Linked DNA regions of Mus musculus: all the other regions are linked to region 7. Evidence: chromatin contacts called from public HiChIP or PLAC-seq and promoter capture Hi-C data. All regions are on one chromosome and are shown on one strand. Each heading gives the region's core, a stretch centred on a gene start, on an enhancer-like site or on the middle of the called end of the contact. The rest is flanking DNA. Distances are from core to core; before and after follow the strand shown. Region 1 holds the start of C630004L07Rik (RIKEN cDNA C630004L07 gene). Region 2 holds the start of Cplane2 (ciliogenesis and planar polarity effector 2). Region 3 holds the start of Tmem51os1 (Tmem51 opposite strand 1). Region 4 holds the start of Szrd1 (SUZ RNA binding domain containing 1). Region 5 has its middle 5.7 kb from the start of Gm13056. Region 6 overlaps Fbxo42 (F-box protein 42). Region 7 holds the start of Fblim1 (filamin binding LIM protein 1).

Region 1 (2,700 bases), core at 145-2,644, 360 kb before region 7:
TCAAACCCTGGTTTCCAGAGGGATCCTTGCTTCAAGAGCTCTAGTGTGTCCTGGGGTCACATCTGGGTACCCAGCCACCTGAAGTCCCTGAGACTTTCATTTTTATATTATCATCAGAGAAGTGCTACCCAGTATTAAACCCAGCTCTGGACCTAAATCACTAACATCAGCGTTGGGTGGTCTGCATCCTGAGAAGCTACTGGGCTGGCGCCCCAGCTTGACAGGCAACTCCCATGTCCTCTTCCTGACACTCTGCTTGGCTTGGAACCCCTGTCTAGCCATGACCTTTCCAGGCCTGAGCACTGTGGAAGCAGACCAGCTTGCCCACCCCTGACACATCTCTTTATCCTGTCTTCCTGAAAGCCCTTAGCTCCTCCTTCAGCCTTCTCCTCTGAGGTCTGAAGATGCTTCTGCCTTAAGATCTGATGTTTTGCTTATTTAACTTCATAAATCATGGTGGACAGGAGTTGTTCTCCGGGGGGCGTGGAGGGGGGATTCTAGGCCCGAGTATGCACTTACACCTAAAAGAGACCTGTGTGCTGGACAGGAGCTGACTCTGCCCCCCTTCTGCTTGCTCCTACTACTGGCTGCTGGCCCAAGGCATCCTCCACCAAAAAGTGAGATGACACTCAGGGGACCGCCTACCAGAGACAAGGCTCACAGTGCCCTGTACCTGAGGCATTGCTGTTAATTCTTGTATTAGCATCAGGAAGTGGGTACCAACTCTCCTACTTTAGGTTGAGTGAGCTACCCAGATTAGTACTTATAGACCTAAGGGACAAGGGCTAAACAAGGGAGTGAGGTACAGCAGTTTTTTGGGAGAGAGCCCCTGAGAAACAGCCAGCCTCTCCCTCAATCCCCCCCAAACTGAGAGAAGAAGCTGGGGTACAGTGGGGAGCCCCAACTCTCATATACCAGACGCACCCTGATGTTGCTGGTTCCGGCCTGGGGTCAATGCTCCATCTTTTTGTACTGAGTCCTTGAGGGTTTGAACCTTGCAACAGTAAGCTGGGATCTCCTCCAGGAAGCCTTCCTGGCATACTGAGACTGGACTGGGCCCAGCCCCCTTCTGTGTTAGTGCCTGTGGTTTGCTTCATGCCAACTCAGATTCTAACAGCTTTTGTTTCGGCTCTTCCACCAGGCAACCCCACTGAGCTATTATTTCTTCACCCCAGTCAGTCTCCCTGTGTTTGTTTGTTTGTTTGTTTTCGGGACTTCTCATCTGCCTGGGAATCTGGACCAGTCTGAGATTTGAGGTGTCTCAGCCTCAGCCTGTCCCCGGGGCCTCAAGGGTCTCACCCTCTGTGGTTTCTCTTCTTCAGAGTCTCCAGAGCCAGTTCCTGAGCTGTTGTCTCTAAGGCCGCCATTTCTCTGGGTCTCCCTCTTATTTCTGCCAGACTGGGCACTGCCCCTTTGGCCAAGGGGCCTCTGCAGGGGTCCTCGCTGCCCAGACTGCCCACAGCGCAACCAGGCAAGTGTAGGCCCCCGCCCAGCCCCAGCCCGCTGCCTGCTCCCTCCCTCTCTTTGCCTCACCACAGGGTTTGATGAATCAAACTCTTTGTCTGGGTGGGATCTCCCCCAGCCAGCTGGGCAGAGACAGGGCTTCCCTGCCGGAGCAGGCAGGCGGCAGCAGCTTCAGCTGAAGAGGTGAGGGGCAAGAGAGAGGCCACAGAGGGCCCAGGGCAGAGGTTTGAGGGTCTTGGACCACTGGGCTCACCATCCCGCCCTGGGGTGCTGGCACACTGCCCAGGGATGGCGTCCTGCCCAGAAACGGCCCATTCTGCCTGGCTTGATCCAGTGTCTGGGAGCTGGAATGGGGATAAACCCCTCAGTCACCCCAAACTGGGGATTGGGCATCTCTCTGCTCTTTCCTGGGAGGGACTAATCTGGGTGGTGGCCCTCCTGCCAGTCTGTGACCCTCCCAGCCAGCTTGGCAAGGCTGTAGGCATCACTCAGCGTGAAGGGCCTCAAGTCTGGGTATGGAAGGGGTTGGATAACTTCAGAATGAGACATTGGGGGCTGTGTGTATCTGCATCCTGGAATGTGCGTACATGCCTGGAACTTGTGTGTGTGTGTGTGTGTGTGTGTGTGTGAGAGAGAGAGAGAGAGAGAGCGAGAGAGAGAGAGAGAGAGAGAGAGAGTAAGAGAAAAATCTAAGCTTGTGTAACAAACTAAACCAAACCAAAAAAAACAAAAAGGATGTGACTGGTGACTGTATACCGGGTACTGGAGTTTGACATGTTTCAAGTTATCTGTGAAACTATGTTTGCCAGAAGAAAATGTGGGTCTGTGTGCTGGAGCATGAATTCGTGTGACAGTGTATGTTATCTGTATGTCTGGTCACATGTCCACATGTGAGAGAATTTCCTAGGTGGCTAAGAACGCAGCTTTGGAAGCCGTGACACCTGTGTGAGAATCCTGGCTCTGCCATTTGGCTCTCTCACCTACAGGCGTCAGTTCCTTAAGTCAGTCGATGGAGATTAAATGAGATGCTATGTGGGTGCTTCCTCATCTGCTAAGTGCTGGTGATTCCTACTGGCGTTTATTAAACAGACATGTGAGTGTATCTGTGTCCTGTGCACATGTGTGCATGAGGGTCTGTGCGGGCCTCCAGGACATGGTGGCTCACTGTCCCTCCCTGTCGTACTATATCTGGGTCTGACACCTTCTCTCCTGCAGGCCCAGGAGGGTGACAGAGTA
Region 2 (2,700 bases), core at 67-2,566, 390 kb before region 7:
GTAAGGCAGGGACCGAAGCACCCTCTCTTGCACCCTCCTCCCTTGCCCACCTCCGTCTGCCTCCGTGGGTCTGTGACCTCCTTGCTGCTATTGACTTCACTAGCACTCCTAGGTGCCGAGGGTGAAGTCTTGAAAACCCAGAACCCAGTCTGGCCGGATAGATAACATGTTTTTAGAGTCAGGTAACCCAGGCTTCTGAGTCTGTTTTTCCACTGACGAGGTGTGTTCCAGCTACCTCATCTGGAGTAGCAAAGACATGAAGCTGTTTATATAGAGATGAGTGTCCACAGACTCCAGGGCAAGCGGCCCTCACGGAGTCTACTTAACTCATTCCTTGCAAAGCAGTGGCTGGCCCTCCTTGAAGACGCTGCTCGAGATGCTGGTGAAGATGACAGACGTCACTCAGAGTGTCTCAAACACCCGCTCATCTTGTGCAGCTCACAGGCATTTCCTGAGCTGCCATCTTTGGGGTTGCTCACAGGTCCGGGCCGGAGCATCCAGTCCGAGGGCAGGACTTCTGGCTCACCCTTGCTTCCCAGCACCAACCAGATGCTGGGCACACAGTTGGGGCTTGGTCATTGTTGAATGACAAGAATGAATAAATCAATTAGTAGACAAATGGCTCTTTATTCAGACCTCTTACAAAGCCCCTTGAAGCCTCAATCCAGAGGTATTTGACTCTGGACCTGCTGGGCAGGGTTGATGGAGCTGTGATGTTAATAACAGGAGCGTAAGAACTAAACCTGCTGAGCTTTGCTGCCCAGCATGGTTGTAAAGAACCCTGTGAAGGTAAATAAATAAATGGCCAGACATGGTAGCACATGCCTTTAATCCCAGCACTAAGAGGCAGGGGAGTTTCTGTGAATTCAAGGATAGCCTGATCTACAGAGAGTGTTTAAGGACAGTAAAGGCTACTATACAGAGAAACCCTGTCTCGAGGAGGAGGAAGAGGAGGAGAAGGAGGAGGAGGAGGAGGAGGAGGAGGAGAGGGATGAGAAAAGAGAGGAGGAGGAGCAGGAAGAGGAGGAGGAAGAGGAGGAGGTAGAAGAAGAGGAGGAGAAAGGGAAAGAAAAAAAAGAAAGGAAATAATATCCATTTTGTAGAAAAGGAAACTTAAGAGGCTCAGAAAACTGATGAAGCCTCCTTTCTGGGGGAGATGATCATGTTTGATAGGAAAATATGAGCTCACATTGGTAAAGTCGAATAAGAAAGATCCTGCTTAGGGAAGGAGCTGCAGACCTTGCAAAACCTACAAAGACCCGCCGGAATTCAGGAGCCCCGCCTCCGCCTGCGTCGCCATGGCAACATTTCTGCGCATGCGCTTCGTGGTCAGCGTCTTGACCTGACGGAAGCAGGCTCTGCTGGCAGGACAGAAAAGAAGGGCGGGCTTTTAAATCGTCACCCTGCTGGCGGGGACTGTGAAGGTTGGTGGTCCCGGGAGTCGGAATTGAGGGGGTAGAGGCGAAGTGGGGCTCGGAAGGAGATAAGGCAGAGGGGACTTGTGGAAATACCTTCCCAGGACAAGGATGGGTTAGTTCCCCAGAGAGCAATGTAGAAGGATGGGGCTATAGAAATGCACCTTCGGGATGGGGATCCAGGTTCCAAAGGAAAGCCAGAGAGAGATTAAGGACCTCGGAGTCGCCTTGCGATAATGGTTGGCCCTCTCTCCACTTCTACTCCCAGTATTCGGACACATCCTTACCTTACTGGCGTACTCAAGCATGGCCAGACCTCCCATGCACGGTTCGGTGATTGTCCCAGACTGGCATGAGACGGTCGAGGGTAAGGAGTACTTAGCCTGCATCCTGCGCAAGAATCGCCGGCGGGAGTTTGGTAAGCGGCACCCCACCTCACCCCACCCCCGTCCCCCAGACCTCACCACGTGCCACTAGTACACTCTTGACACTCCCTGGGGCGGCAGGAACAGATCTGTGGAACCTGCCCCACAGCACTTCTGACCATCGAGGTCTCCTGGGTGCCGCCTCTAGCCTCTAGTCTCAGGCCCCCTTCCCCAAATCTCCTTAAAGCTAATTCCACCAACAGAGCCAGGAACCTGGAAACAGCCCATGCCTGCCAACAGCAACTGTCACCAGAGATGCTGTTGACTGAGCCCTCACTTGGGGTCATGCCCTCTGCTGGGCACTTTGCACAGCAACCTTGCAACCTTGTTTCAGAAAGCGTTTCACTATGTTGCCAGTATTCATTGTTGTGTATCCAGTACTGGTTATGTAGACCAGGCTGACCTCAAACTCACAGAGATCCACCTGGCCTCTATCTTCTAAGTGCTGGGATCAAAGTCACGCATCACCACACCATGTCCTGCCTATTCAACTTTCTATTTATTTATTTTATGTATATGAGGGCTCTGTCTGCATGAATGTCTGCAGACCAGAAGAGGAAACAGTGTGAGACACCATCCATGTAGGTGCTGAGAATTGAACTCTGGAAGAGCAGCCTGTGCTGAGCCATCTCTCCAGCTCCTGCTGTGCAGTTTTAAGAACTCATAAAGATCCCAATGAGTTGGTTTGGGGATTTATTTGTAGTAGCTGTAAATATTTTTGCTTATATTTCCCTATTAAAGAAGAAATTGTAATATATATATATATTTTTTTAATTAATTTAATTTTTTTCCGAAACAGGGTTTTTCTGTATAGCCCTGGCTGTCCTGGAACTCACTCAGTAGACCAGGCTGGCCTGGAA
Region 3 (2,700 bases), core at 156-2,655, 480 kb after region 7:
GTGACTTGGCTCACCATCATCACACAGCCCTTGTCATATCTACCGCTGACTTCCTTGATTTCCCAATTAGACAGGGCTGGCTTTGGGTGATGCCCAATGACCAACAGAATGGCCACCAGTCTCTTTTTCTCTGCTCACCCTTTTCTTTCTGTCTGGGTTGGGGGAACCTTTGATCTGGTTCTGAGGGAGATATTTGGAAAGGAGTAACTCCCCCCAAGGACCTTTGAATGACAGGTCTCAGTGGGAAAGCTCTTGACCCTTCTCTTAAGAAGCCAACCTTCAAGTTTGCTTTCAAAACAAAAGCTAGAGGAACTAGAGGAAGCCCTGAAGTGGACAGGTGGGGATCCCTACCCCCCCCCCCCAAGCCTGCTTAACTCGCCTAGGTCCTGCCCCTTCACTCCACTCCTGACTTCATCTCTAAGTTTCCATATTGGCCAAGGACCTGGCTCAGGGTCACATATATCATCAGAGGAGAAACCCACCACCTTGCAGGGTCCCCCACTGACAGGTCTCCTGCTCCTACCTTGTGCGTGAGAAAAAAATTCTCAAAGTGGCCAAATCAAACTTGGCGTTCCCTCCTCAAATGCACCCACAACATTCATATCAATTACAAGCAAACTTACTATGTCGTCGGTATTTTGTTCTCCCCTGCACCCTGTAACTTAATTTACAGTCATTGGTCTGCGAATACTTAGCCTCAGCCTAGGGCTCCTCGGGCTCCTATAGTCACTCCTATTTTACAGGCGAAGAAACTAAGGACCCTGGAGGACCGCTGGCTCTCCACCCCTCGATTGCTTCTTAATCCGGTAACAGTCAGAAGGAAGTAAGAATACACAATGTCCACCCCTACATTACTAGGACAGAGGCTCCCACGGCCGGCTCAGTGCCCTATCCAAGTTCTTTCCTCTCAAAAGTGCCCAGGTGCTCTGTCCAGGCACAAGCGGATGGAACCTGTCCCCGCCAACAGGGGGCCCTCGAGGCCAAAGCCAGAGCGACGCGGGGAGGCGGGAGAACTCCACATCAGCCGGGTGCGGCTACAGAGGGTGCGGGGGGGGGGGGGGGGCGGAGTGGAGTCCCCTGAGGAACATGTCCGACATGATGCTCCCGGACGCACGGATACCCAACCCGGGCCCTACCGTGCTCTTTTCGGCGCGAGGACGCAGACTCACCCCGAAGGCAAAGGGCCACGCTTGGTCTCTGTCCGCAGGCCCGGGGCTGGGGGTTTCGCGACACCCCCACCCCAGGCAATCGCGGGCCGCGGAGCCGGAGCCGGGGAGCACAGCGTGGAGAGGGCGCGCAGCCCGGGGACCTCTGTGGCGATCAGCCAGCGCGGCCCAAAGCAGCGAGAGCAGGAGGGAGGGACCGAGGGCGCCCGCAGGAGGCACCGCCCACCTGCCCACCCTGCGCCCTACGCCACCAGGCGGGGACCCGGACCCTGGGGCGGAGCAGGCTGGAGGGCCTGGCCCTGCAACGCAGTGCAGGGTCCCGGACCTCCTACTCTGAGGCTGGGGAATGGCTGTCTACTGGGGCACTTGAGGGATAATGGGAGCTGGGAGTCCCTGTTCGGCGACCTCACCTGGCTGTAAACTCACCTTCTTGTGCGCGCAGGCCGCCGCTCCTGCGGCTCCAGGCAGCCAAGCCCAATGATGGGCGGAGGAGGGAAGGAGGAAGGAAGGGAAGTTTTCCCAGCCTCTCAGCTCACGCTTTCGGTCAGCTTCCCACTCTCTGGTGTCCCGGACGCCCTCCGGATCGCCACTTCGAGCCCTAGTCTAGCTCGGGAGTGTTCCCGTAAGGGGCGCGTTCCCAGCTTGGCAGAAAACTTTCCAGCGAATCACAGGCTGGCTTCTCCCTCCGCCTGGAGCCGGGGAGGGTGATCTGAACTGAGTGGCGCCTCACCTGGCTGGAAGTTTGCCTGGGAACCCCACGACTCCAGGCACAGATCTATGTGCCCTGCCAGCTCTGAATCTCGACCTGGGTGGCTTCGTGGGTGCGCAGCCAGCTCTTTGAAGTTCAAGGCTTGAGAAGTCCCTGGGCAGCCGGGTGTCAGAGGATTCGGCTGGGGTTAAAAGGCGCCTCCTACTGGTGTGTGTGTGTGTGTGTGTGTGTGTGTGTGTGTGTGAGAGAGAGAGAGAGAGAGAGAGAGAGAGAGAGAGAGAGAGAGAGAGATTGAAAGTCCGCTTTCTGGATAAACCGCACAGCTTGGCTGCAGCCAAGTTCACTTGGAATTCCTGGGTACATACTTCCCGAGCTGTATACTTCCGGAGTCCAATCACACTCTATACACTGCTACTTCTTATTTGCACTGATAGAAAGGGATTAATTGGGAAATGGCTTGTGATTTGGGAAGTGAAAAGGGCATTTTTGGAAACAGGTTCGGAGCGCAAGAGTAACTGCTAACATTTCACGTCCTTACTCTGAACCCGGCCTGGGTGACCCCACCCCCGCCCCGCCCCGCCTCGCCTCCTGAACATTCTCCCTCAACCTCTCCACCCGGCACAGCCCGGGCCTATAGTTTGCATTTCACCCTGACAGACTCGAGGCAGGTCATTCAGAGAGTCCCAGAGGTGGAAGCAAGGAATACTGGTACTTTTCCATGCCGGGATTCAGCTCTAGACCTGCCCCTACACCGCATCTAATCTAGCTGGGCAGGTCTGTCTCTTCCAAGCGGGGAGAGACCAAGGACTTAACAGCCAAAGCTGA
Region 4 (2,700 bases), core at 80-2,579, 460 kb before region 7:
TCAAGGGGAATGTACCTTAAACCTCTATTAAATAATCGCTGAACCAAGCAGGCCTTCCAAGGCTCGTTAATGCTAAGTCGAAAAGCATCACCAATCTTTCGAGAAATGCTGAACTAGCGGAAAAAACTTCGAGGCCAAGTTTCAACATTCCTGTGAAGATACACCACTGCTGTGCTGGTTAGAAGCGCTAGGGGAAGACAGACCCAACTCCTCCTCTATCCTAGTATATGTGACTCCCCACACATAAACTTTTGAGGTGAATGTCACCGGAGCGGAGCCCAGCCCAGCCCAGCCCAGCCCGGCCCGGCCCGGCCCGGCCCAGCCCGGCCCAGCCCAGGCGCGGACACATGGTCACCAAAGAGACATTTCCGTCTCCACGAGGGTTAGCTTCGAACCTCAAACTCTGAAATTACCACGAGAATCACGAATCTAATAGAGGAGTTCCTACTTGGGATAATTTTTCCTTTTCCTGTAACTTTTGGGGGCAAGCAAAAACTCTCACTCGCATCATACCGATCGGTAATCTCCCCTTCTCGCAGGCATGAGGCTATCTTACAAATCACACCCTTCTTCCTTTCCCTTCCCTCCACTCAGAAGAACGTAGTCCGAGATCCTTCCCACTGCGCAGATCTTAGGGTGGGTCCCGGGGAAGAGCAGATGCTTTGCAGAGTTTAGGGGAGCTCTGCTGAGATCCCCGGAAAACTCGGACTAAAACTGAAAGAGGAAAAGGGAAAGGAAGAGAAAAAACCAGGCTCGCTCACCGCGGCGGAAGGCGCACAGCGGCGGGGGATTTCGGCCCAGAGCCCAGTGGTCCCAGAGGACACATGGTCGCTTGCTCCCCGCTGTCTCGGGGCCTCCTCCCGCTCTTCCTCCGAGCCAGGCACTCCACCCGAGCCCCTCCCTCACCAGACGGAGCTCAAGAACTTTAAAATGGTCCCTAGGGCGCGGGGGACCAGAGAGAGTTGCCCCGGGGTAGAAGGTGGGGCGCCCAGAGCGAAGCGCACACCGCTGGGCGGAGAGGCACCCGGCAAAGGTGGAGAGAGAAATGGAACGCGGCCCCTTTAAGAGGCCTTCACGGCGATCCGGGACCGGGGGCCTCTCTTCCACCTCCGGCCCGGCGTGGGAGACCCTTCCTTGGGGAAAACTCTCCCCAGACCCACTCCCCGGAGGCTTCCCTCACGCCAGGTCCGCCCAGCCCTACCGCGGGGCGGCAGCTCCTCCTTACCCCGCTGTCTGCCGCCTCCTCCCAGCTCTCAGCGACCTCCTCATCTTCCATCTTACTCGCCGCTTTCCCTCCTCCCCCAACCCCTCCCCGCGCCTGCGCCTTGAAGCGCGCCTGAGTCGCGGGCGGAGGCACGCAGGGCTTTCCTCAATGGACCACGCCCCCTCCCCCAGCCCGGAAGAGGCGCCCGGCCAGGTCCTCCACTCGCCTGGTCTGCCATCTTGGAAGAGGGCAGGGAAGTCAGATCGGCCTCCATCTTTCATGAGGTCAATACGCTCGCTGGTTTACTGAATGAGAGAGTTCAAGTGACGTTACCTGCTCCAGTTCGGGAACTGTGTGCTTTGGAACCATCGTTTCTTAAGGGCAGGCAATGATTGAAAATTAATTTTTTTTTCAAAAATTGAATCTCAAAAGAAAAAAAGTGAGTCTAAGTTTTTCTAAGCTACAGGTCACATGTTTGTTTTACAGCATTTTTTTTTTTTTTTAAGGTGTGCGCCACCACACCCGGTAACCAGTCATACTTTTTTTTTTTTCTAAGATTTATTTATTTATATGTAAGTACACTGTAGCTGTCTTCAGACACTCCAGAAGAGGGAATCAGATCTCGTTAGGATGGTTGTGAGCCACCATGTGGTTGCTGGGATTTGAACTCCAGGCCTTTGGAAGAGCAGTCTGGAAGAGCAGTCGGGTGCTCTTACCCACTGAGCCATCTCACCAGCCCTGTTTTACAACATTCTTGAGACATTTCTATACTTAAAGAAAGGATTAAAAAGCATCTTTGGCCGGACGTGGTGGCGCACGCCTTTAATCCCAGCACTCAGGAGGCAGAGGCAGGCGGATTTCTGAGTTGGAGGCCAGCCCGGTCTACAAAGTGAGTTCCAGGACAGCCAGGGCTACACAGAGAAACCCTGTCTCGAGAGGAAAAAAGAAAAAAGCATCTCTGGGCTGGAGATATGGCTCAGCAGTTAAGCGCACAGCCTGCTCTTACAGAGGTCCTGAGTTCAAATCCCAGCAACCACATGGCTCCCAACCATCTGTAATGAGATCTGGAGTGTCTGAAGACAGCTACAGTATCAGTATACTTACAGATAAATAAATTAAAACATCTTTAAAAAAAAGAAAGAAAAGAATTAAGGCAGCAGGAAGAAAAGACTCAGACAGCTGAAGATGGTGAGAAGCATGGCATTAGGAAGCAGGCACTGCCTGAGCAGTGCTGGCCCTCGCCTTTAATCCAGCACTCAGGAGGCAGAGGCAGGGGAATCTCTGTGAGTTTACAGAATGAGTTCTAGGACAGCCCCTGTCTCAAAAATTAAACCAAAAGGAAACAAGACAACAACCACCACCCTCCTCCCACACACACCTTATTATACTGAAGAGTCACAACCGGTATCTGACTTCCCTTAAAAATTCTAAGGGGGTCGCCGGGACGCGTTTAATCCCAGCACTTGGGAGGCAGAGGCAGGTGGATTTCTGAGTCG
Region 5 (2,700 bases), core at 24-2,523, 320 kb before region 7:
TGGCCTTTATTAGTTAAATGGGGAGAAGGGTCCTTTGAAATCACCCAAGTACGTGATCCACTCCCTGTCTAGGCAGCCCCTCTGGAGGAAGCAGCATTAACATCAAAATACAAACAGCACCTGGGCAAGGAGATGCCCTTCCTCTTCTGCCTGATTTTGCCCCACACTTCCATGCTTCCTTAGGCAGCCGCGGGCTCCCTGGTCTCCTCTGATTGCAGCATGGGACCCACCTACCACCCCAGTCACTGTGTTTGCTTAATTCTGAGGATGAACCTCAAGGCCTCCCTTCCTCTGAGATAGACAAGCGCTCCACTGTGTTTTAAAACTTTTTTTTTTTTTTTTGGTTTTTTGAGACAGGGTTTCTCTGTATAGCTCTGGCTGTCCTGGAACTCACTTTGTAGACCAGGCTGGCCTCGAACTCAGAAATCCACCTGCCTCTGCCTCCCAAGTGCAGGGATTAAAGATGTGCGCCACCACACCCGGCTGTGTGTTTTAAAACTTATTTCCCACTTCGGAACTACATCCTAGACACTCAGAGTGTAGACAAGAGACTTGGAGGAGACTCGATGTGGAAGCAGGAGCTAGGGGTCTCAGCTTCTCAGACAGACCTTCCAGCGAGGGGCAGGCTTCTCTACTAGGGCTGAGGCCTGAGCCACACCAGAGTCGCCCACGCTGGGGAAGTTGTTGCCTCCACAAAACAGGATAGTGAGAGAAGGGACAGACAAAGAAAGGGAGACCCAGAAGGTCAGTAGAGAAGGACTGTGTGTGTGTGTGTGTGTGTGTGTGTGTGTGTGTGTGTGTGTGTGTGTGTGTGTGTGTGTGTGAGAGAGAGAGAGAGAGAGAGAGAGAGAGAGAGCCAGGGATGGGGTGGGGGTCGGAAAAACCTCCATATGCGTCCACACTCGTTTGTTAAATAAGCTAGTCCTAAAGTCTCTGTCCTTGCTGGCTGGCGGTAGCCCAGGAGTGTGACCTTGGGGCTCCAGTCCCCTTGCCTAGAAATGAAGTCATGGCTGTCTGCCTTAACCTCCTCCACTTGGGGACCTTGTCCCTGGATCCTGGCTCAGAGCTGAGGGCTCCTGAAAAGACACACCACACTAACACACACACACACACACACACACACACACACACACACACACACACACACACACCCTGATGCTCTCAGATGCCCCCAGGGGTGGTCTACAGCTGAGTTGTTCATCACTCTTAGCTGGGAGAATCTGGCTCCTAGAATGCCTGGGGCTCAAGCCAGGCAAAAACTGTAGCCCAAAGCCTCGGAGAGACACGGGCTGACTCGCAGCTTTAATGTGCAGTCTGATCCGCAGGGTCTGGAGAGCCCCAGCAGGCGGGGCTTCCCTTTCTCCCTAGGGACACAGTCTTCAGTCCTGTAATATAGGGCCCTTGGTTAGAAGTGAGGACGTTATGAAGGTGTTCCCAGAGGGTGGGGGAGGGGAGCAGGTTCACTCTAAGCAGTCACGGGTTCTGCTCAAGTGTGCACACAAGGGCACACGTGCATATTCTGCATTCAGACCCAGCCTTTGCTATGGTCTGAGTTCTATACATTGAAACCTCTGAGAATCCTCAACCTGCTGGTGGTACCCACTACCCTGTCTCCTTTTGTTGCATTGTGTGTGTGTGTGTGTGTGTGTGTGTGTGTGTGTGTGTGTGTGTGTGCTTGGGCCTGCCATGTCCTCCTTTAGTGAACAATGAGACAGAGACTTCTCATTAAAACAGATCTGGCAGAAAAGATGACATTCTAAAGGGATGACCTTGTCTTTCAAGGTGACTATCAGGCCAAGGAAACAGTGCAGCCCAAATAATTAGCAACTTCATAAATTGGAATTTCCCCAGGAATCTCAAAATGGGAGAAGGGAAAGGCCCTACCCTTCTGGGAGGGAATTTGTCCCCTGATGGGAGAATCCACATAGCTTGTTGGACCACCCTACTGCTGAGGCTGAAAGCCCAGACAACAATGGGTGGGTGGGTATGGGACCGCGCCTTGACCCAGGCTGCCTAGATGTACACATCCTCAGCTCTCCATTTAACCATTAGTCTCACTTCAGAGCCGACCCAAGAGTGGGAAGTTTGTGAACTCTCTGTCCCTACTCCCAATGTGACCACACTCAAGAAATCTTTTTCTGCTTTCTATTTTTTTTTTTGTCTATTTGTTTTTGTGAGACAAGTTTTCTCTGTGTCCTGGACTCACTTTGTAGACCAGGCTGGCCTCGAACTCAGAGATATCCATTTGCCTCTGCCTCCCAAGTGCTGGGATGAAAGGTGTGTCCACCGGAGCCAGCCCGCTCTCCTTTTTAAATTGTCTTACTCAGGATGGTGGCAGGATCTGACTTGGGGTACAGTTTGTGAGCCTCAAATTTGATAATAGGATCAAGCCACGACCCAGTCTTCTGAGGATGAAATTGGAATCAGAATTCTACTTTACTCTCTGTCCGCCCCCTTCCCCCCCTCCCCGCCCCCAGCCTCACACCCAGGGGAGTAGGGAGCGTCCAGGGCATGGCTCTCTACTGCAGGGCCCAGGAGGGGCACAGCGCACCTCTCAGGCTTCCGGGAGGGGCCTCTCAGATAACAGCTGATCCTCAGGTTTTGTTCCTGCCACAAAGGCTCCCCCGGATCCAGGCTTAGCAATGAATGGTGAATGGAGGCTGTGGTCCCTTCCCTCGGCTGGGCAGGCAGTTCTTCTAG
Region 6 (2,700 bases), core at 48-2,547, 440 kb before region 7:
CTGCAGGCTGTGGATAAATGGGGGTGCCTGCAGTGAGCCTCCATGCCCTTCGGGCACACCTCAAGATGTTCTACATTCACAGTAGCCGCCTGCAGTCTCCCCAGACCCAGAGTTCTTGGTGTGTTTCTGTGTGTCTTAGGCAGAATATTATGTGGCCCAGGATGGCCTTAAACTCTGTTTTGTAGGTAAGCATGGCTTTGAGTTCCTGATCCTCCTGCCTCAGCCTCCTAAGAACTGGGGTTACAGGTTTGTACACCATGCTTAGTGCCTTTTGTTTTGTTTTCTTTTGTTTTTCAAGACAGGGTTTCTCTGTGTAGCCCTGGCTGTCCTGGAACTCAGTCTGTAGACCAGGCTGGCCTGGAACTCAGAAGTTCACCTGCCTCTGCCTCCCAAGTGCTGGGATTAAAGGTGTGAACCACCACGCTCAGTGCTTAGTGCTTTTTTGAGTTTGATTGATCAAATCATTGGCTATTGGTGATCAAGTTAGCAATTGGAGGGTTGGCCTGATAGTCTGACTCTTTAATCATGCTTTAATCTTTCTCGTGGTCAGTCCTAATCCTGAAGCTCCTAGGGCTGCCAGTTGTCAGTTAACTATTAGTACAGAAAGATTCTACTTTGGAAATTCTCCTGTTTTTAGAAGTTGTATGCCAGGAAACAGAAGAAAGGCCAATTATACATTTCACGATTATCACACTCACACTGGAATCCTTAGCATTCAGCATTTCAAGGTTGTACGCTACAACTAGTCTGTATCATTAACTTCATCAGTAAGGACTTTGTTCCTAGCCAGGCATGGTAGTACATGCCACTAATCCCAGCACTTGTGAGGCAGAGACATGCAGATCAATGTAAATTTGTGGCCAGCCTCAGCTACATATTACCTTCCTGCCTTAAAAAACAAAACACTGGGCCTGGGGAGGTGGCTCAGCAGTTAAGAGCACTGGTTACTCTTGCAGAGGGCCTGGGTTTTGTTCCCAGAGCTTACATGGGGCTCACTGCCGTCTGTAACTCCAGTCCCAGGGGATCTGATACTCTCATCTCCACAGGCACCAGGTACACATGTGGCACACATGGTTACATGCAGGCAAAACACTTGTGCACGTAAATAAAACAACAGAATAGCTTTAAAATAGAGGCCGGGAGCACACTCGGCTGGTGGAGTGCTTGCTGTGGGTGTGTTCCTCAATACTACGAGAAGGCAGAATATCGATATTGATAAGTAACTGTTAGTGTCTTAGACAGAGCTTTTACAACGAGCAGGCTTCCTGGTGACACCCAGTGGAGATTAGCAAAGGTTAAAGGTTCATTGATTCAGTGCTTGCAAAGCTGAAGTTCATTGTGGAAGGAGTGCTTGAGATGTCTGACGGCCACTGACGGCCACCTAGTGTCAGTTTATTTTATGTACGGATCTAAGGAGGTAGTTGAGGCCAGCTGAGCTACTGTAGTGTGTTTTAGGCGAGGGCAACCAAAGCCGTGGGGCCCTGTCATAGCCACCTCAGTTTTGCAGGGTTTTATTATTGCAAAGAAGGTACATGAAGCCACCTCTGCATGTGTGCTATGTGTATATGACTTTTTTTCAGTGGAAAGATGTCTGAAAATTACCTTGCTCAGTCAAGCCACCCCCTCCCCCCAGTTTACATATTTAAGGATAACTGTTGCCAAATGCAGAAGTTCTGATGTTTTTCTGTCCTTTGTGCTCCTGTTGCCTGTGCAGTAGCAGAAACCACTTGAATGAGGGTTCACAGATGCAGCTCTAGGAACTGTTAGGAGAGAGCGTTTCACTGCAGAACTGTTGTAGAGAGCACAGTGAGTTAAGAGTTTGTAAGGCTGGGCCTTGATGGACACAGGGCTGCCTCAGAAGAGGAAGCTGCTTCCCTTAATTGCACCAAAACGCACGCACCAGCGTGGGCGCTCTGGGGGTGGGGTGCATTCCTCTTCTCCAGGGGCATTCAACTAATATGTGAGAATCTGATACCAAGCTCTGTGGAGTTAATTTATGAAACTCTGTGATTTGACTGTAGGAAAGTTTTATTGATATAATCAGTTGGAATTTATTAGATAAAAGTAAAATACAGCCGGGCGTGGTGGCACACACCTTTAATCCCAGCACTCAGGAGGCAGAGGTATGCGGATTTCTGAGTTCGAGGCCAGCCTGTTCTACAGAGTGAGTTCCAGGACAGCCAGGGCTACACAGAGAAACCCTGTCTCGAAAAAACAAAAACAAAAACAAAAACAAACAAACAAAAAGTAAAATACAGTGTTAGTTAAATTTTGTTAACGATCTAGGCCTGAATAATGTGGAGAGCTGGACATAGTCGCACAGGCAATCAGGAAGCTGAAACACAGGGGTTACAAGTTCAAGGCTAGCCTGGAGTGGTTAGAGACCAAGTCTGAAAAAGAAAAAAAGGCACTGTTTCTAACTTCCCTTTTGATTTGTTCTTTTTTTTTTTTTTAAACAACCAAAGCCTTATGTTTAAAGTTACAGTTATATCAGGTTTTTTCTTAGATACAGAAATTCAGGGCCTGTGATGGCGACTTGAGTAATGGTGTCTGCTACATGAGCTTGGCAGCCTGAGCTCAGCCTTCATGGAGGAGGAAGGGTACTGTCCTCTGACCTCCCGTGTGCACTGCCACCATCAATAGTAGATTTAACTAAAACCAAATTCAAATTTGGCTCTCAGGTGTGGGGGGAACAAGCCT
Region 7 (2,700 bases), core at 41-2,540:
TGGGGTGGGGGTTGGGGGGAGCATTCTATGAAAACTTCCCAGCAGACCCTCCACCCCCATCCTTCCTCCCCCGGAGGGCAAATCAGACACCCAGATCCAGTTGGGTAAGCGGAGAAAGTGGGAACAAAGGGAAAGAAAGTCATTTCCTGTCAAGAGGAAGGAAGGAGGCTGAGAGCCGGCCAGCCAGCCAGCCAGGGCCGGCCTTAGGCTGCAGCCCCTGGGAGGGGATGTGCTGGCGGCCTCGATAACTCTTTGCCCGCACTCTAAAGCCACCTCCGAGTCATTTCTAAGCATTGCTCTTTCACACAGACCAATAAGCAATCTAAGTTGAGGACTAGAATTAAACTTTGCTGAAAGTGGAAGAGTGAATGTCCCCCCACTCACTCCCACAAGACACCTTGCGATCTCAGAAGGCTAAGGGCCTCTCTCATCCTCTTTCCTAGACCAGAGAAAGGAAGAGGCGCAGAAGTCAGATCTCCTCAGGCTACCGGTCTTTTGTACTGGGCGACCTTGACGCGGTCACTCAACCTCTCTGGGCTCGCTTTCTATTCATAAAGAGAATAGAAGTCTGCCCTGGAGGGTGGCTGGGGAGGCCAGCTGGTCGTTCAGCCCCAGGGGGGAAGAAGGAGCCCTGCGGCTGGAGGACAGTGATCTCCATTGTTAAAAGCTGGAATCTGGGCGCTGCCCAGCCTCTCCCCCTGGGACCTCAGGTCTGGCCTGGAGATGGGGGAGTAGTTGCACTCACTTTGGGGATCGCCCACTTCCACACCCCGCCAAGCCAGGCGAGGAGACCCCAGGACCCTCCTTTCCCTCTCCAGACTGGAGCTGGAAACAGGGTCCGGGAGGGGCAAAAGAACTCGGGAACTCTGCTCCCTGGCACAGCAGCAGAGCGGGACAGTTGGCCGGGTCACCGCAGTGACTATAATTCGATCCATATGCGGGACGCTATCCTCTTTGTGCGGGAGCCTCTGCCCTGCTCAACCCGTCCCAATCAAGAGCCAGGAGATGACCCCTGTGCCGTCCCCGCACAGCCTCCCAGAGTCCCCAATGGCTGAGATCCTGGGACACACAGGGACAAGACACAGTACCCGCCCCGAGCCCCCCAACCGCGCCGAGCTGGGTTCAGTACGGTGGCCGAGAGTTGCCCATGTGGCCACCTGAAGTTGACCCTGCCCGGGGAGCACAGCCAGGACCCCCACGCCGCACCCGCTTACCTGCCGCGCTCCCCACGCCCGGCCTCCGCCGGCGCTGCGCCTCCGCCCCTTGCTCCCGCCCCAGCCTCCCTCCGCCCGCCGCCCCGCGCGCGCCTTACCATAAAAGGTGACGCTCGGGGAGGGGGCGCTGGCTCGCCCTACCTGCCCCCCCACCTGTGGCCGCGCCCCCTCCCTTTGTTCCCACCACTCCTCCCCTTCCCTGTGGCTCCTCCTCCGCTGCCCACCCCCACGGTGCACCGGGGAGGGGCGGGGCGGGCTGGGGAGTGGGATCCTTAGCCAACCTCGCTCTAGGTCACCTGGATGAGAGGCTCCACCTGCCCCAATTGGTGGAGAGGGGTACTTGTAGCCAGACTGACTCTGAAATCCTTCAGGGTCATAAGTTAGGCTAGACGCATGACCTGGACTGTCAACCCCGTTTTCTTAAGCCTCAATCTTTAATTCCTAAAATGGGGTCCGCACAGCCCACCTCTGCAACGTGGCCTAGAGTTAAAGCGATAATGCTAACATATACTGGAGTTGCGGGGCTTATTCAAAGGATGCCTGGGGTAGGGTTTTCAGACACCCCAGCGAAGCAAGTCACCTGGATCTGCTGTCCTGGGCTGTCACTGCCTGTGTGAGCCTATGAATCCTTCTACAAGTGGGTCTCAGGTCCTGTAGTGGAAAGAGGCCCTTACAGGAGACAGGGGAAACAATCAGGTCACCTGTTTGCTTTCCGGCCCTGTTACTGGCCCCTGAAGAAGCAGAGCACAGGGCCCTGCGGCCTGGGTTGGGGCTGCTCTGGACAGCTCAGGTCCCTAGAGACCTGAAGACATTGCAGGGGAAAGGAATCTAGGTCTGATTCCCAGGCAAGCCGATTGTTCTTTCGATTAGAGGCACAATGGGGGACTGGGCAGGGGAGAGCTGGACCCAGAGTCATGGGGGGGGGGTAACTAGGAAGGATTAGGTCCCCTTCTGCAGCCCTCCTCGCCCCCCCCCCCCACATACAACAGCTCCTCGAGGTGGTCCTTGTATTGCTGCAGAAGAGAGGTGTCAGAGTGGGGTGTCTGGGTGCTCAGCTCCATCCTCCGCCTCCCCACTAAGCCCCACCCCCTTAATGGCCTCCCCAGTCTTTGCCATTAGATTTTTCCATTTGATTCTACCCGCCAGTGTGGAGTCACAACGACGACAGTAACTGCTGTTTCTAGAGACTTCCCTTGTGTCCCTTTCAAACCTTTCATCTAACCCTTCCAGACTCTACTCCAGGGCTGATAGGTCCCACCCCACAGACCAGACACTGAAGCCGGCGAGGACCGAGGCTTGTGCAATGGGCACTGGACAAGGCTAGATTCAAGCCAGACCGGAGAGTGCCCCTTAGGCACCCGGATCTGCTAGTCCCAGAGGCTGGATTGCTGCCACCATCCCCAGATGAGAGCCAAGGACAGAACCCAGTATTATGCTGAGGCTACCGGTGCCCAGGGGCCCCTTGGGTGCGTTCCCAACCTGGCAA

What was found. Promoter capture Hi-C pulls out the DNA fragments that hold promoters and counts their contacts. HiChIP or PLAC-seq counts read pairs in DNA pulled down with a chosen protein or histone mark.
Region 1: a contact with region 7 is called in an H3K4me3 HiChIP or PLAC-seq map of embryonic stem cells, with 7 times the contacts expected there. The contact joins the promoter of C630004L07Rik here to the promoter of Fblim1 in region 7. A contact is called at or near these places in 1 of 39 promoter capture datasets (embryonic stem cells), 4 of 484 Hi-C or Micro-C datasets (the G1E-ER4 cell line, cortical neurons and embryonic stem cells), 5 of 115 datasets of contacts at active chromatin or transcription factors (embryonic midbrain, embryonic stem cells, kidney and 1 more) and 4 of 9 other capture datasets (adipose tissue, embryonic stem cells, liver and 1 more).
Region 2: a contact with region 7 is called in an H3K4me3 HiChIP or PLAC-seq map of neural tube, with 4 times the contacts expected there. The contact joins the promoter of Cplane2 here to the promoter of Fblim1 in region 7. A contact is called at or near these places in 3 of 115 datasets of contacts at active chromatin or transcription factors (embryonic hindbrain, embryonic midbrain and neural tube) and 2 of 9 other capture datasets (adipose tissue and embryonic stem cells).
Region 3: a FOXA1 HiChIP or PLAC-seq map of pancreatic cancer cells shows a contact between it and region 7. The contact joins the promoter of Tmem51os1 here to the promoter of Fblim1 in region 7. A contact is called at or near these places in 3 of 484 Hi-C or Micro-C datasets (all in embryonic stem cells) and 6 of 115 datasets of contacts at active chromatin or transcription factors (bone marrow-derived macrophages, embryonic stem cells and pancreatic cancer cells).
Region 4: a contact with region 7 is called in an H3K4me3 HiChIP or PLAC-seq map of embryonic stem cells, with 9 times the contacts expected there. The contact joins the promoter of Szrd1 here to the promoter of Fblim1 in region 7. A contact is called at or near these places in 2 of 484 Hi-C or Micro-C datasets (both in embryonic stem cells), 5 of 115 datasets of contacts at active chromatin or transcription factors (astrocytes, bone marrow-derived macrophages, embryonic stem cells and 1 more) and 1 of 9 other capture datasets (adipose tissue).
Region 5: a contact with region 7 is called in an H3K4me3 HiChIP or PLAC-seq map of embryonic stem cells, with 9 times the contacts expected there. The contact joins the enhancer-like site here to the promoter of Fblim1 in region 7. A contact is called at or near these places in 1 of 39 promoter capture datasets (neural stem cells), 8 of 484 Hi-C or Micro-C datasets (the G1E-ER4 cell line, bone marrow-derived macrophages, cerebellum and 3 more), 9 of 115 datasets of contacts at active chromatin or transcription factors (acute myeloid leukemia, embryonic stem cells, epiblast stem cells and 2 more) and 3 of 9 other capture datasets (adipose tissue, liver and pancreatic islet).
Region 6: a contact with region 7 is called in a promoter capture Hi-C map of liver, with 2.3 times the contacts expected there. The contact joins the enhancer-like site here to the promoter of Fblim1 in region 7. A contact is called at or near these places in 2 of 39 promoter capture datasets (cranial neural crest and liver), 3 of 484 Hi-C or Micro-C datasets (cortical neurons and embryonic stem cells), 7 of 115 datasets of contacts at active chromatin or transcription factors (embryonic hindbrain, embryonic stem cells, pancreatic cancer cells and 1 more) and 1 of 9 other capture datasets (adipose tissue).

Annotation. Positions count from the first base shown.
Region 1 is chr4:141,243,496-141,246,195 of GRCm38.p6, forward strand. C630004L07Rik (RIKEN cDNA C630004L07 gene) reads right to left here and starts at 1,395. Exons shown (of 2, transcript NR_165245.1): 1 at 1,300-1,395. It overlaps Arhgef19 (Rho guanine nucleotide exchange factor (GEF) 19), which reads left to right. Exons shown (of 18, transcript NM_001379647.1): 3 at 1,323-1,471; 4 at 2,680-2,700.
Region 2 is chr4:141,212,640-141,215,339 of GRCm38.p6, forward strand. Cplane2 (ciliogenesis and planar polarity effector 2) reads left to right here and starts at 1,317. Exons shown (of 6, transcript NM_001081174.2): 1 at 1,317-1,424; 2 at 1,684-1,833. The coding sequence starts at 1,722.
Region 3 is chr4:142,082,893-142,085,592 of GRCm38.p6, forward strand. Tmem51os1 (Tmem51 opposite strand 1) reads left to right here and starts at 1,406. Exons shown (of 5, transcript NR_027137.1): 1 at 1,406-2,082. It overlaps Tmem51 (transmembrane protein 51), which reads right to left and starts at 1,412. Exons shown (of 3, transcript NM_145402.3): 1 at 1,170-1,412.
Region 4 is chr4:141,138,467-141,141,166 of GRCm38.p6, forward strand. Szrd1 (SUZ RNA binding domain containing 1) reads right to left here and starts at 1,330. Exons shown (of 4, transcript NM_001025608.2): 1 at 1,226-1,330. The coding sequence starts at 1,276.
Region 5 is chr4:141,282,763-141,285,462 of GRCm38.p6, forward strand. No RefSeq gene overlaps it. Among named protein-coding and RNA genes, the nearest start is that of Gm13056, 5.7 kb to the left of the region's middle. Within about 2 kb of position 1,274, at least 27 of the 459 cell types and tissues checked have an H3K27ac peak or open chromatin away from gene starts, as enhancers often do. A contact at or near this core is called in embryonic stem cells and epiblast stem cells, where this site is marked.
Region 6 is chr4:141,158,019-141,160,718 of GRCm38.p6, forward strand. The region is part of intron 1 of Fbxo42 (F-box protein 42); the gene reads left to right. Among named protein-coding and RNA genes, the nearest start is that of Fbxo42, 11 kb to the left of the region's middle. Within about 2 kb of position 1,298, at least 59 of the 459 cell types and tissues checked have an H3K27ac peak or open chromatin away from gene starts, as enhancers often do. A contact at or near this core is called in adipose tissue and liver, where this site is marked.
Region 7 is chr4:141,598,634-141,601,333 of GRCm38.p6, forward strand. It overlaps Fblim1 (filamin binding LIM protein 1), which reads right to left and starts at 1,291. Exons shown (of 9, transcript NM_001163256.1): 1 at 1,215-1,291.